Linked DNA regions of Mus musculus: region 1 is linked to region 2. Evidence: chromatin contacts called from public Micro-C data. All regions are on one chromosome and are shown on one strand. The core of a region is the stretch at or near the end of the contact, and the rest is flanking DNA. Distances in the headings are between cores, read along the strand shown. Region 1 overlaps Glis3 (GLIS family zinc finger 3). Region 2 overlaps Glis3 (GLIS family zinc finger 3).

Evidence for each region. Hi-C and Micro-C count contacts between places; a contact is called where the count stands out from the background.
Region 1: a Micro-C map of muscle stem cells shows a contact between it and region 2, with 2.2 times the contacts expected there. A contact is called at or near these places in 9 of 484 Hi-C or Micro-C datasets (adipose-derived mesenchymal stem cells, brain, cortical neurons and 3 more), 3 of 130 datasets of targeted methods (embryonic fibroblasts, neural progenitor cells and pancreatic cancer cells) and 2 of 9 other capture datasets (adipose tissue and pancreatic islet).

Annotation. Positions count from the first base shown.
Region 1 is chr19:28,387,932-28,392,258 of GRCm38.p6, reverse strand. The region is part of intron 4 of Glis3 (GLIS family zinc finger 3); the gene reads left to right. Among named protein-coding and RNA genes, the nearest start is that of Gm35866, 26 kb to the right of the region's middle.
Region 2 is chr19:28,282,070-28,286,387 of GRCm38.p6, reverse strand. Glis3 (GLIS family zinc finger 3) reads left to right here. Exons shown (of 11, transcript NM_175459.6): 9 at 2,561-2,736. Among named protein-coding and RNA genes, the nearest start is that of Gm35866, 80 kb to the left of the region's middle.

The DNA.
Region 1 (4,327 bases), core at 1,774-4,273, 110 kb before region 2:
ATTACTAAGAAATTGATTGGAGGTACCTTGTGGACCCCATTTCTTTATGAGTATGGATGAGAGCCTCTAGCAGCTGACATCTGAAGAAGGACATTCCTGGGCTTCAAAGGTACAAAACTCTGATTCTGTTCCCAGAGCTTAGTTAAGAATGGCGGGGCAACATCACAGGAAGCCGTACTCTGTTCTTTCATAGAATTTGTCATTTTCAGTAGAATCCATTGACTGGTTTATTGGCATCCAATTTCCTGACCTGCCAATGTATGTAATTCATAAAAATTTCATGTTGGAAAGATGGGGGGAGGTGTAAATCCAGAACTTTTACTCTGTTCTCATGTGTGGCAGGAAGGTCTCAGAGAGCTTTACACATCTCACTTGCAAAATAAAGTAGAAATGAGTGAGAATTTGTACCATATGTCCACTTATTTTTCGAACTTAGAGGAATCGAGTGATTTGAGCTCATAAATTGTTGATCGTGTAAGAATTTCCTCTTCAGAAATTTCATGCAGGCCTGTGAGACTGATGATTGGCTACAATGAAAATGGTGTTTAACTTTCAGTAACTCGGGTAGTCATTATTTTTACAAAAGTCAAGTATTTGAAAATTTCATATCTTTCTATCTTTATGTATGTGACTTGAAATGATGAATAGTTTTCAAATTCACCCTCTATAACTCTTAGTCTTGTAGAGAATACTTTAGCACCTCACATGTCACATCAGTCAAAAATCAGTCAGTGTTTTCCTAAAGACAGGAGAGTCTAAGGCGAGCCACCAAATTTTCTTCCCTCTGAGAAGGGGGAGTATCAGCTACATGCCATGGTGCCATAGTATGACCGTGGTGGGGACCATAAGCCCCTTTCTTCCCCATCCCTCCCTTTCAAACCTTGTTTATTCTACTTAGAGGACCAAGATTGTATAGCAAGGTGAATTTAGGCGGTTTATACCTTGGAACCTACTTTGAAACTCATAGTTAATTTTGGGTAATAATTTGTGTTGCCCTCATCTCTTCCCCCATTCCAGTGGCTAGCCTGTCATAAGACATTCACTTGGCAAATAGAAGCTTATAACAAACTGAAGCGTGCTGTCTGGCTTGAGGACTTTGTACTGTTGAGGTGACCTCTGTTTCTGCTCCCACAAATACCTTCACTGTTCCACACTGGGAGCAGGCTTCTGTCCCTCAGCACTGAGCGCCACTGGTCAGTGGAGACTATCCTGTGTACAAAGGATGTTTAGCAGCGTGCCTGCCTGGCACCAGCTGCTCAGAGGAAGTCCTTCTACCTCCAGTACACAGTCATGCTCAATCTAAAACGTCTCCAGTCTCTGATGAAGTCTCTTTAGGGGCAAAGTCACCTTGGTTTAGAGTTATAGTTAAAATATGGCAAACTGATACTCTTTCATTGCAGAATATTACAAGGGAATTACGTTGAATTACGTTGAATTCTTAGGCTGGAAACAAGTTCTCCCCAAATCATAGATTTGTTTGCCTAAATGAAATAGAATGGGAGTTTATTATAAATAAAACCAATCAACCAACCAAAATTGCCTTCTCACAATAGAAAGCCTGTAAGATTAAATTAACTTGGAATTTTTCTTTCTAGCATTAGAAAATTCTCCTTCTGAGTATTTAATACTAACTCTCAACAGTATTGGTAAAATAACAAGGGCCCCGTCCACTCTTCTGTGGTAACGCCTGAGTTAACCAGGAGGGTCTATGCCTAGTAGCAGTGGCTGTTCGATTATGCAGCCCTGTGAACCACCTGTAATAATTGTTTCCCAATTACCTTCATGCCAGCCTTTTGCATTTAGGTGGAGATGAAAACTGAAATAAAATTCCGACTTCCTGGTTCTGTGTGAATGCTGGGCATATTATTCATTTGCAATACAAAGCAGCTGTGTAATTCCAAATGAGATATTCTATCTGTGCTAGCTAGTGTTTACCATCAAGGCACCAAATTATCCCTGAATCTATTTGAAGTTCATTACCCAGCTTTCTCAACTGAGAGCACACTGTGAAAATGCACCCCCCCCCTTAGTTTTATTCAATTTCTAGGCAGTGGGGCTGAACTGCCTACATTTCCAGTCCTGACTTGATTCAGAATGTGACCCTTTGAGACTCCTAATGAGACTGGCCCAGGAGTCAGAAACAAGAGACTTGGGATATTTTTACTTTTACATTAAAATATTGAGTATTTTTGAGACAGGGTTTTGCTATGTAACCCTGGCTGGCCTAGAGCGAACTATGTAAATGATATGCTGGCCTTGAACTCACAGACATCCATCTGACTGTGCCTCCCAAGTGCTGGGACTAAAGGCATATGCCACCACACCCAGCCATATTATTTGGTTAATTAATACACAGGAAACAGTGTTCAAGTCCACTTTCTTTTTGGGAACAGCAACTTTCTAGATGGACCTAATAGCTGTCCTGGGCCTTTGGAGACCACAGTACAGCAAAAGTAGTCATTGACTATCAGGGTCAATGTTATTATGGTCCTGAGACTTTGACTTCCCAGAAACTGGTCCTGATTCCTGTCTTATCAGTTTTGATGAAGCCCCTAAAGTGCCATGCACCTGGTCAGTGTGAGGTGCAACGATCTCTCCTGGGTAGAGACATTGTTCAGTTTCAGACCTTGACTCCACACCTCTTTTTCTCTGGAAATGATAGCTGCCAGGCAAAGGAAGAACAATGCCAAGTCAGTCCCCTTTGAGCTTGTGCAGTACTAATGGGAACCGCAGGCATCCTCTTGTTCAGGGTGAGAATAAGGGTGAGAAAGAGATCGCTGTTTTCAACCTGAGTCTTCACTTTGTGCTGACAAATTAATCACCTGTTTGTGAACCTCTCTGAACAGTAAGGCTCACTGTCAGGTTTGCCAGATCACATGCACTTTTCATTGCATGACATCTTGATGACAAAGGAAATCTAGGGGTGAATGTGAACCTCGAGATGACTCAAGAGTTTGGCTTCCTTTCTGTGACTCAAGCATGGAGAAGTCACTGGTCCCGACTGGCACCCTGTGACACAGAGGAGAGGCAGCCAGGCCTGTGGATGGAGCCAAACACGTTTTCCAAGGGATGGTTTGCATCTAGGCTCTGTGGAGTCATGTTTAAGCTTGTTCATATTTAAATTTCATCCAGACACCCTACTCTGAACCGTAAATGCACCAAATATAATTGCTAATTCAGGTGTTCTTCCCCATAACTAAAGGTTGGATTTCTTTTAGGACTAATGATGAAATGTTTCAATTTCTTGATCTGTCCTGGTTACCACAGTGTGTCCAATTTGCAATAATTAACTGAGTTGCCCTCTATCATTTGTCTGATTTCCTAGGTTATAATACTAGTGTGAAAAGATTTATTTTCAAAGGAATAATGTCAAAATGGAAAATAATTGACAAAAGTTTGTAAAACAGAAAAAAAAAATAACAACTTAGTGACGAAAAGTAGAATCACGGAGTATTGTTGAGATTTCAGATGCCATTTGCATATTTTAATCAAAATCTTTGCAGTCTACATCTTTTGTCTATGATGGTTAAAGGTAGCCTGTCTCACAAATAACATTTTTCTTTGTATGTACAATAATTATTTGGTGCTATCAATCATGAAAACTCCTTTGTTGTTTTGCTGATAGTTTCTTGAGACAATACTGCTGGGTCCTCCTTATCAGCATGTGACTCTAACTGTGCACCATAGCTCACTGACCGTTCAGGTAATAAGTCAGGAGCCAATAAAAGCTAGGCTTCATCCTTAGCCTTACAAGAGTCATGGTGTCCAGGTCCTCCTTACTTTGCCAGCAGAGGTGCAGTTGAAAGCCAATCTCAAGACCATTTATGTTACCCAGATAGCCCAAGAATCCACTTCATGTTTTAGGACACACAAATTTATATTTATGATGAGGAGGCAGGGATAATGAAGATAATCTGAGTTAATGGAAAATAGAATTATAGTTTTAAAAGGAGTATTTGCTTACCACAATACACCGAGTGTTTTCCCCACCTCCTGCCCCTGTCCAGCTCTCAGTTAAACTCTCAAGTGTTAAGGCATCAGTGTGGTATCCCCACATTCTTTACGGTTGTAGACCCATGTAAGTGTACACACAGCCAAGACTTTGTCCTGTAGAAATTGTCATCAGACCACTCAGATTTCTCACCACAGTGTTCCTCTCCTTTGTAGAATAGTACAGACAGCTTTCTAGGTCAGGTCATGGAGCGCCAACACATTCTAAAAAAATTTTTTTGTAGTTTTAATTTTTTTGAGAGTTCCATACAAGAAGAGTACTGTATTTATATCATTTCTATCCTCTCTTTCCAACTTCCAACTCTTCTTGTTTTCA
Region 2 (4,318 bases), core at 1,193-3,692:
CCTCTGACTTTTAGCAATGAGCACGTGTAAGTTAAGTGGAAGGTATAATATTTTACTGTTCTGGGTGGTGAGATAATACTAAAACCTTAGTATATGCCTCCCATATTTTCCCCTCTGTTATCAATGTATTGAATAATCCATAATAGCCAAGAAAATGAATAGGTAAGAATAATTTGGAATGAGCACATACAGAATCTATATCTTGAGTAATATAATTTATGCTATAGATGACAAAATATTTTAGTAAGTTATACTCTTGGATCTGTGTAGTCTCCATTTCCTAGTTAGTGATCTAATTAGTGTTGACCACACCGGTGCAAGTGATAAAAGCAGTAGAGCTTCACTCTGACGAAAGAACCTTGGACTCTCTTTGTATTCTTCATCTGTCACCATTTCCACTCCTTAACTAATCCGTCTCGTGTGAGTCAGGTGTATCATGTGGTTTGGGGTATGTTATGTCCTCAGATTGTACTGGGGTCCCTAGATAGTCCCAACTTGTCTGCCCTGCCCTGCCCCCATCATTTTGTTGAAGATAGTAGAAGTACCAGAAGGAAAGACCAGAGGACCTACTAGCTCGTTGTGTCTTCTTGAAGTGAAACAAGAGAGCCAGAGGGTCTTAATTACTTTGTCTCCCAAAATATCAGTGTGATTGTGGGATAATGATGTAGGTCACCTTGCTGTTCAAATCCCTTCTCCCTCCAACCTGGAGGACCATAAGGACAGAGCCTTCTAGGGTTGGGTGCCAGTGTGGACTCCCATCTCTCCCAACTCGATGACTTCACAATTTCTCATTCCTCTCCCACAAGCTCAGAGCTACTGTGGAGACACAATAAGGACATGTCCCCCAGAAAATCGCCTCCATATGGGGAATCCTGGCTCATGTGTTTTACTAGATGTTCTCAGGGAAGTGCCAGGATTTGTTTGCTGTGCTTTCTCTGTGGGCCACTCAGCATCGCCTTTCAGGATAATCCCAGTTCAGAGGATGTGCTTAGAAAAGTGCGTATTTAACCAGCACAGGACACGCAGCTGCTGCCCTCCGAAGTTCCATAGAATAAAAATCTAAGTGGCCAGTCGATAGCATCCAATCACATCAGGTTTGCTGAGATACTCTGACCTGTTGGCTTTGAGTCCCCATCTTCCTCTTAGTTCCCGTGCAGCTCCTTATACTTCACAAGTGAAATGCAAAGTGAACATGGCATTTTCTCCCATCCTCTCGTACTCCCTTAACATAAATGTTGAAGCTCTTCTTTATAAGATACATTGCTTCAGGGCCTTTAGAATTAACTTTGTAAATGTGTCCAATGCACCTTCCCCTTTTCTCAGCTGTGTCCTTACACGAGAGACCAGCCTTGTGGAGTCAGTTGTCCCTATAAAATAAGTTATGCCACCGTTGATAACCTAGTACAAAATGAAGCTTTCCTTCTGCACGGGATAAACAGGAACTAACTAAATGTGTTCATGTTGATGAACTTCAGAGAGGTTGCATACTTCATTGCTAGTATGCTTTTATGCAGAATTACTTTGCTGTTTATTCTCAAGGTATTGAAAGACCCTCCCTTCTTTCTCTACCGTGGGTATCACTGTCCCACGCTGAACCAACAAATTAAACATCCTGTTTGTTTCTGTATGGACATCCCCACCTGCAAGGCTGTTTGTTCTCTCAAGTCTACTGTCCTTCACCAGTGTTAGACAGTAAATGCCATTCTAAATCTCATGACTCAGAACCTGCTAGTCTTCCCTCACAACAAGAAAATGAATATACAGTTGCCCAGGGTTCCTTGGTGATTTCTCTTTGTTTAAATACCAGTATATCTCCTTTCAAAAACCAGTACTCTGAGGTTGCGGCTGGGGATAGCACTCAATAGTGGAGTGCTTGCCTAGTGTATGCAAGGCGTTGTGTTCAACAAAAAAAACCAAAGACCCAACAATCTTGGGATTGTTACACATTACTACAAAAATGCCACAGTGCATTCCCTCTACGCCATCAGGAATGCTCTTTGCCCAGCACAGAACCCAAGCCGACCTCTCAGGTTCTGTGTTTCAAGGCACATTTGACCTTTGGGGTTTGAGTTATTTTACTCTTGGCAAGACAGAATGTATTGTTTAAGGAGACTCTGGTTAGAGGGGGGTCATAATAAAGGACCCGTAACACTTCTTGGACCTCAGATGTGCCTTACAAAACAAAATGTTTATGAGCTAAGTGTAAATGAGTCAGAAACATATGAATCGAATTTCCCCTAAAATGTGAACGGGTTTTAAAATTAGCAGGAAAAGGGCCTGGCAAAAGATGTGCTTTGAATTTCATAAAACCCAGAGGATTTGAAATGCAGTTTAAGAAGCTTGACAAACCCAAACTGTGACTAAGGTTTGCTTTGTTGGTGTCTTTCCCCTCCTCACCCCACCCCCCATGTGTCAGAGAAGCACTCAGTGGTTGGACAGGAGAGGGGAGGGTTATGAAGGGTTTTGAAAGAGCATAGTGTCATAGTTGTATAGGGCCAGAACGGGGACTTAGAAGGCTTTGAAGAGTTGGTCATGCTGCCTGTTGTCATCGTTTTCCCAGGTTTGCACCTCCGACTCCATCTCCTCACCACATCAGCCCGGGAAGAGTTCCAGCTCCTCCGTCACTGCTCCAGAGAGCACAGGCTCCCCACTCCCAGCAGCCACCAGGCTCACTCCTGAAGCCCTACCAGCCAGAAACCAACTCTTCTTTTCAGCCAAATGGTATCCATGTCCACGGTAAGCAGGAGCTGGTGGTCCTTGGAGTTTAGAAAGGCAGTGTTTTGCTGTTGCCTTTAGCCAGGTGGCCTAAGGACCAGATGTGGGTCTCAGATGTTCTGTTTTAAATCAAACTTATGATGTAGACAGCATGAAATGCTTTAGTATTTTCCTCAGATGACCTGACCTATAGTTGCCAGCCCAAGGAAATCATTGGTGTTCCCAGTGTTGTGACACTTCAAGAGAAGTCTCTAGCAATAGCACCCTGCTCCTGAGTGATCAGGAGACTGTGCAGAAGGAAGCCCCGGGAACATCACTGTCCATGTTGGCTGGCTCCTTCCCATGAGCCAAGCCAAAGCCTTCCCTGGTTCCCCTGTGTGACACCTCCCTGGTCTCCCCCAAACTTCATGTGTCCCATCTATATATCCCATCTTGGTTTTATTTCTTTGCTAGAACTTTCTTTCATTCTCTCCATCTTGTAGCTCATTTGAGTAAAACATATCATCTTTACTAGTACAGTCTTGCTTCTGAGGCCAGAGTTGTCTGACCCGTCATCATATCTTTTAGGGAACTCGACACATTTCTTCATGTCTCAGAATGACTATGCATATTCATACAGAAAGGAAAGAACATGAGGAAAAGAGCGACCACAGTGGCTTACGTTCTGGGCCAGGCTTGTGTTCAGCAAGGACCATACTTGAGGACTGAGTCTGCCTCTGTCTCTTTTCACTAATCAAACTCCTTTTGCCAGTTCAAGCAGAAATCCTAGTGAACTTCCACAGAAAACTGCAATGCCAAGCCATAAAGACTCCAATCGCCCAATGTTTTTGTCTCCTGTTGTCAGAATTCTATGTTAGCAGAAACGATGCTGTACGTTGACTCCAGATGATTCCAGAAGTGTGTCATCTCCCTCCCCTCACTGGCACCTTATAGGTTATCACTTGGAATTAATGGATGGTGTCCCAAGACAGTGTTCATTCTGAGTGTGAAAACAGTCTCTAGATAGTATTCTCCAACAGTATTGTATTAAACTTGATCAAGAGGTTCAAAGCAGCAGGAAGGGGGCAAGAAAATGATAGTGCTCATCTGTAGCAAGGAAAGACATTGAAAAGTCAGGGTTGAGCCGGGTGTGGTGGCCCATGCCTTTAATCCCAGCACTCGGGAGACAGAGGCAGGTGGATTTCTGAGTTCGAGGCCAGCCTGGTGTACTGAGTGAGTTCCAGGACAGCCAAGGATATACAGAGAAACCGTGTTTCAACCCCTCCCCCAAAACAAAAAACAAAAAAAGAAAAGAAAAAGAAAGAAAAGTCGGGGTCACTGGCTCTGAGCCAAAGCTCCTTCCATCTCTCCCATCCCGTTTGTCCACTGTTTCCCAACAAAGCTTTAGACTTTTCAGTTCAGTGGTAATTTCTACCTTCCTCTTACAAACATCTTCTCGCACATCATTACATCAGGAAATGGTTTTTTAAGTGCCTGTTACAGGTGCACAGGGTACAGTCTATAAAAACAGAAAACGGAGTTCTCTTCCTGGGCAGTCTCTCTGATGAGGGCAGGCCCAAGGCTGTGTTCTGGGAAGCGACCAGCACCCGTCTGGGAGGGAGGT